Regions from separate parts of the Capra hircus genome. Here region 2 is linked to region 1. Evidence: chromatin contacts called from public Hi-C data. All regions are on one chromosome and are shown on one strand. The core of a region is the stretch at or near the end of the contact, and the rest is flanking DNA. Distances in the headings are between cores, read along the strand shown. Region 1 has its middle 11 kb from the start of CYTH4. Region 2 holds the start of ELFN2 (protein phosphatase 1 regulatory subunit 29).

Region 1 (2,700 bases), core at 92-2,591:
TGGGCTGCCCTATCTGACTGGCTGTCCAGGGCACGGCTGGACCTCACTCTGTCTTGAGCAGAGGCAGTGACATGAAAAGACAGATGTGGCTGTTGTGGGATCTCACATCCCTACCGCTCACAGACCCTGGGACCCTGGACAATACACTTCACCCTGGGGACCTCAGTTCCTCATCTGTAAAATGAGGATAATCATGACTATTTCACTGAATGTTTGTGAACATCAAGGATCAATGGATTGTTTAACAATGTATTCAAGCATTACAGGAATGATTTTTAAATGTAAAACTCTGTCAAATGGGACCTGTAGATGCTGAGTGGACACATAGGTCACCCAGGATGGGAAGCCAGGAAGCAAATGTAGCCCATCTAAATGGAGAATGCAGGTTCTCAACCACCCTGGCAGATGGACAGATGGTGAGGGGATGGAGGAAAGAAAGGATGGTGGATGATGGACGGAGACCGGGAGGGTGGGCCAGTCACTGGATGGAGTCAAGAGGCCGCCTGTGAGGCTTTTCCCGCTGAAGTCCAGCCTCCCCCAACTTACCCCCACTACCCCCCAAAAGGGGCTGGACTAGGGTGAGACACTTTGAGGCAGTCATCTCTGGTGCTAAAGGGAAGCCAAAGTCACTGATCAAGATAAATTAACCTTTAGGTGATAGCTTTGGAAATCAGGTGCCAAAAAGTCATGGTGAACAAAATATCAAAGTAATGTTAATTTTTTACCTTTGAAATAAAGATTAAATCTCATCCAGCAGTTGTATGACCTCATCTGCCTCCCTTGGTCCTGACCTTACCTACCACTCCAGAACCTCCTTACCCCTCACCCATCTCCCCCAAGACATCATTTCACCACCACCCCCATCCCCACCCTGAGCCAGCATGGAGAGTCAGGAAGGGAAGTGATGGAGAATGAAAAAGAAGGCAGGTTTGGGCCACCGCTGCCACGTTATTCCCAGCGCCCAACCCTGACCCCCACACAGACCCCTCAGAGGAGCTCCAGGCCATGGCTTCTCTGAGTGGTATCCCCTCAGTCACCACAGGGTGGAGCCCGTGGGCTGGTTTTGGTCTCAGAGGAACCCAAGGTAGAGGGAAGGGAAGAGGGTGGTCAGAAACTCCTGGGTTCCCCATGACTGGGTGTTGGCTGCTTTTTGTGGATTCTTTCATGAAATTCCTCACACCTTCCCTCGTGGGAGGTGCTGACATGATCCCAGGTTTTAGAGAGAAGGAAAAAGAGGCCCAGGAAGGGAAAGTGGGCCACAGCTGGTGGGGACCTGGCCGTGTCTGCCAGGCTCCGACCACTTACTGGGAGCCCAGAGCCCTTGAGCCTCAAAGAGCGCACTCTGGGTTGGTCTTGGGTGGGCAAACGAGCCCATTCTATAGAGCTGGAGACTGAGGCTGATGTGACTAAGGCCTTTAGTTCCTGTCACACAGCCAAGGGGGACGGAGGAAGCAGGGGAAGCTTGACTGCCTGGTATCATCCCATGCCTTCCACCCCCTGCCCAGAGTGACCCCCAGCCGTGAGGCCCCTTGTCCTGGCCTGCAGACCCGGGCCCAGAGAGAAAGTTCTAGCAGGTGGGGGTCAGAAGTCTTTGTCCATCCCTACTCAGTGACGACTTTAGCCAATTCACATGCCTCATCTGTCCCAGGACCATCTCAGGGCCCTGTGGGCCTGGGGTCACTTGAAGAAACCAATTGGGGCCTCCTCTCAGCACTCCCAACAGCCTGGTGACCCGAACAGCAGAGTCTGAGGGGCAACCAAGGCAATCGGACAGGAGATAAAGAATAAAAAGCCCCGCCACCATTTTTTCCTCCATAACCATAAGCGGCCTTTGAGCAGATTTCAGGATTGAGGGGATTTCAGGATTGCAGGCCCGTTGCCATCACAAACTGATTTATATCACCATCCCTGGACATGAGTCCTATGGCCCAGCCTGGCCTAGGGGCCTGGCTTCCTGATAACTGAAGGTTCTGGTTACCAGAGCTGCCATGATCACGTGGGGATGACCAACCTCAGAGAGAAATAATGGCTCTCATTTCATCCCAGGGCCCCACTGGGAGCATTGCCATCTCTGAAACCACGGTTAGCAGATGGAGAAGAGGTGCCGGCTAGCCACCTGCCTTTTGGTTAGAAGGGACTTTGCAGTTGTAAAACATAGAAGGTCGGGGATCAAAAAGTCCTGAGAACAGATTTCGTCAAACCCTGACACCCACCCCAGCCATTTATTCGTTCGACAAATACTTAACATCACCATGTTCCTCAGGCTAATGTGTTAGAACCAGCCCCTTAGAGTTTATGATCCAGCAATGAAAACAAATATTATTGTCCTGAAGGCAAAAGGGAGCCAACTAAAGGTTCTTAGGCAGAAGAGTGGCGTGACCAGATTTATGTCTTAGAAAAATTAGTCTGAGTACTATGAGGGCAAAGGGTCAGGGTAAGGGTGGGGCAAGGCTTGAGGCCAAAGGACCTACTTGGCCTGTCACAAGAGGAAGGACAATGATGGCCTGAATAGGGAGGTGGCAGCAAGGAGGCAGGGCTCCTGAATAGGGAGTCCATGGCTCTGAGAGTCGTTCCAGACACCAGGCTCTAGGGAACATTGATTGTCCAGGCAGGGAGGAGGGAAGAGAAGGGGTCAAAATTGACACTTGGGATCCCACCTGAGTGACTGGGGGTGAGGTGGGAGCAGGGAAGCAGTGTTGC
Region 2 (2,708 bases), core at 137-2,636, 150 kb after region 1:
GCAAGGGGATCCAAGCGCCCTCCAAAGGCAGGCACTTGGGTGGGAGGGGTCCAGGTGGAAGGGACACAGCAGGGAGCCCAGAGCTGCAGAAAGTGCCTTCAAGTACCACGTACCACGTTCCTCCACGTTCCTCAGGAGCTGAACCCAGGGAGGGTCAGCACCACCATCCCAGTCATCTCCCTTCTTGGGCACACCTGACACACCACAATCTGGCCATCTCTGTCCTGGACACAAGCTCCCCCAGTGCACACATAGAAAAACACACAGCCTTCTCCCCTCCAAATATTCTGCTAGACCACAGACAGAGAGAAAGAGAGAGAGTGTGTGTGTGTGTGTGTGCGTGTGCGCGCAGGCGCCTGTGTGTGTGTGTGTGTGTGTGCAGACAGAGCGGAGTCCATCCCTGCACACAGCCTTGTGTGCGCACACAGAACACACATCCTTCCCCACGTGCACACATCATCTTACCAACCAACACACCCACCCCTTGCCCCCCTCTTCTGCCAGTTGTTGGAAGACACACACACACACACACACACACACCAGCATTGGCCCTGGCCCTGCCAGAGCTGCAGTCTGCCGATTTCTGCTGCCTCCCTGCTTGCCCCACACCAGCGCCATCAGAGGAAGGGGTAAAGCCTTCGCAAAGGTCCCCACCTCCTGGAAGCCCCCACTCCCCAATTTTGGTCCTCTTACCAAACCGTTGTCCTCCTTCGGGGAAGGGGAGTAAAGCCCCACCCTAGCTCCCACCCCCCCACCTCAGCTGTCATCCCGCACCAATCAACTCCCCCTTACCAGCTAGAAGATGAATTCCTTGACCCCCGCACCACTCCCTGAAAGAGGGGTGTGAGGGCCCCCGAATCGCAAAGATGGGGGCAGAGAGGCGCGCTGTTGTACTGGTTGGCACGACCGTCCACCATCAAACCTCTGCACCACCCCCCGAAACTGCTCACCTCACCGACCGTCCTCCTTGTCCTCCCACCCCGCCTCCGTCCACCACCCCCAGGCCTGCACAGGGTGGTCCTCCCGGAGGAGGGGTGGGGGGCCGTCTCACGGGGATCCCCCGACCCAGGAGGCGCCGGGGGTGGCTTTCCCCGTCTCAACCTCCCCCGGCTGAGTTCTCCTCCAAGCCCCACCCCCATGGCGGAGCGGGTGTCCTCCGGTCCCAGCGCCCACTCCCACCGTCTGGGCCGGCCGCGGGCTCTCAGATCCGAAGGAATTCACTCACCTCCGGCCCCTGCCGGGCTCCAGGCCGAGCACCGCCTCCGATCGCGGCGGCTGCGGGGCCTGCGCACGAGTGTGAGTGTGAGTGCGAGTGCGGGCGCGGGGCGATGCGCTCGGCGCCCGGCGGGCTCGGTGCGTGGCGTGTGTCTGTGGCGCGGCCGGTGTGTCTGCGAGCCGCCGCCGGGTGCGCGCAGACCCCGCCGCCCGCCTCGCGCCTCTGCCCCGCCGGGGCCCGCGCCCGGGAGGGGGCTGGAGCGCAGCGTGCGTCAGGGGCCGCGGCCGCAGGCTGTCCGCCGCCCTCGCCACCCGCGCCCGCGCCCGCGCCCTCCGCAGGCCTCGCCGCAGCGAGACCCCTCCCGCCCCCTCTCCAGGCTCGATGCCGCCGCGGACACACGCACGCTCACAGACACACGCCCGCCGGGCCGGGGCCGCGCCGGGCTCCGCCGCTGCCAGCCGAGGCCCCGCAGACGACTAAGTCCCGAGCACGCCCTGGCCCCCGGCCCCCTGACCCTGCGGGAACCCGGTCCCACCGCCGCCCCGGGCGCATTCAACAGCTGGAGGCAAACTTACGGAGGGGCGAGCCGCCCTAGGTGCGCGGCGCCCCCCAGCGCCCGCCCGAAGACGCCTGCAGCCCCTGGACTTCCCGTCCCCAGCAGTGGAACCCCCCCTCCCCCGCTCCCCACACCCCATCCCCAGCAGCCCGCTCCCCGATCGCCAGTCCTGTGTTCAACCCCTGGCAACTGGAGGAGTGTGGCTGGTGCGTTCCCATTTTACAGGCAAGACAACTGAGGCTTGCGGAGCGCAGGGAATCCCCCAAGGTCAGAAGCCAGCTTGGTAGCAGAGACAGTACTACTAGATTCCAGGTCTCTCTGTCCTTGGACCAGGACTCTAGGCAGTGCTCACTACCTTTCCCCAGCCCTCGCGAAGTATGGCCAGGGGCGCACTGGGCTCTGCTGCAGCCCAGAGATGCTTCCTAAGGCCTTGGAGCCCTAGCCTCTCCCTAGCCACTGTCCCCCACATAAACACAGAGGGAGGAGATGCAGGAAGAAGCTCTGGCATGCGGGCCCTATAACCCCCCACCCTACACACACACACACACACACTTGGTACACAAGCATCCAGTGAGAAGATTTGGCTTATGTCCTTCCCGTGCAGAAAGAAACAGGCCCCTCCTTGGCCCCTGGGCCGGCACACCTACTGGCTGAAGCTCTGCTCGGGACAGGCCTTAGGCGTCTCAATCACTTTTATGGGGCCGCTTGAGCCAGTGCCAGTCCTCAAGTCGTGCACAGCAAAATGGGCTGCAGGAACTCCCAGAAGAAGCATCTCATCTGGGCCAGGAATGGAAGAGACTCTCTGGAAAAAGCCATTGCCTGAGCTAAATCAACGGATGAGTAGGAGCTGGTCAACTGAAGAAGGTGGAGGAGGGTGTCTCAGACTGTGGGAACATCATGTGCAAGGGCACAGAGGCGTGAGACCACCTGGTGTGT

Evidence for each region. Hi-C and Micro-C count contacts between places; a contact is called where the count stands out from the background.
Region 2: a contact with region 1 is called in a Hi-C map of blood, with 4 times the contacts expected there. The contact joins the promoter of ELFN2 here to the enhancer-like site in region 1. A contact is called at or near these places in 3 of 5 Hi-C or Micro-C datasets (all in blood).

Annotation. Positions count from the first base shown.
Region 1 is chr5:74,363,745-74,366,444 of ARS1.2, forward strand. No RefSeq gene overlaps it. Among named protein-coding and RNA genes, the nearest start is that of CYTH4, 11 kb to the right of the region's middle. Within about 2 kb of position 1,342, at least 1 of the 5 cell types and tissues checked has an H3K27ac peak or open chromatin away from gene starts, as enhancers often do.
Region 2 is chr5:74,516,976-74,519,683 of ARS1.2, forward strand. It overlaps ELFN2 (protein phosphatase 1 regulatory subunit 29), which reads right to left and starts at 1,387. Exons shown (of 3, transcript XM_018048309.1): 1 at 1,226-1,387.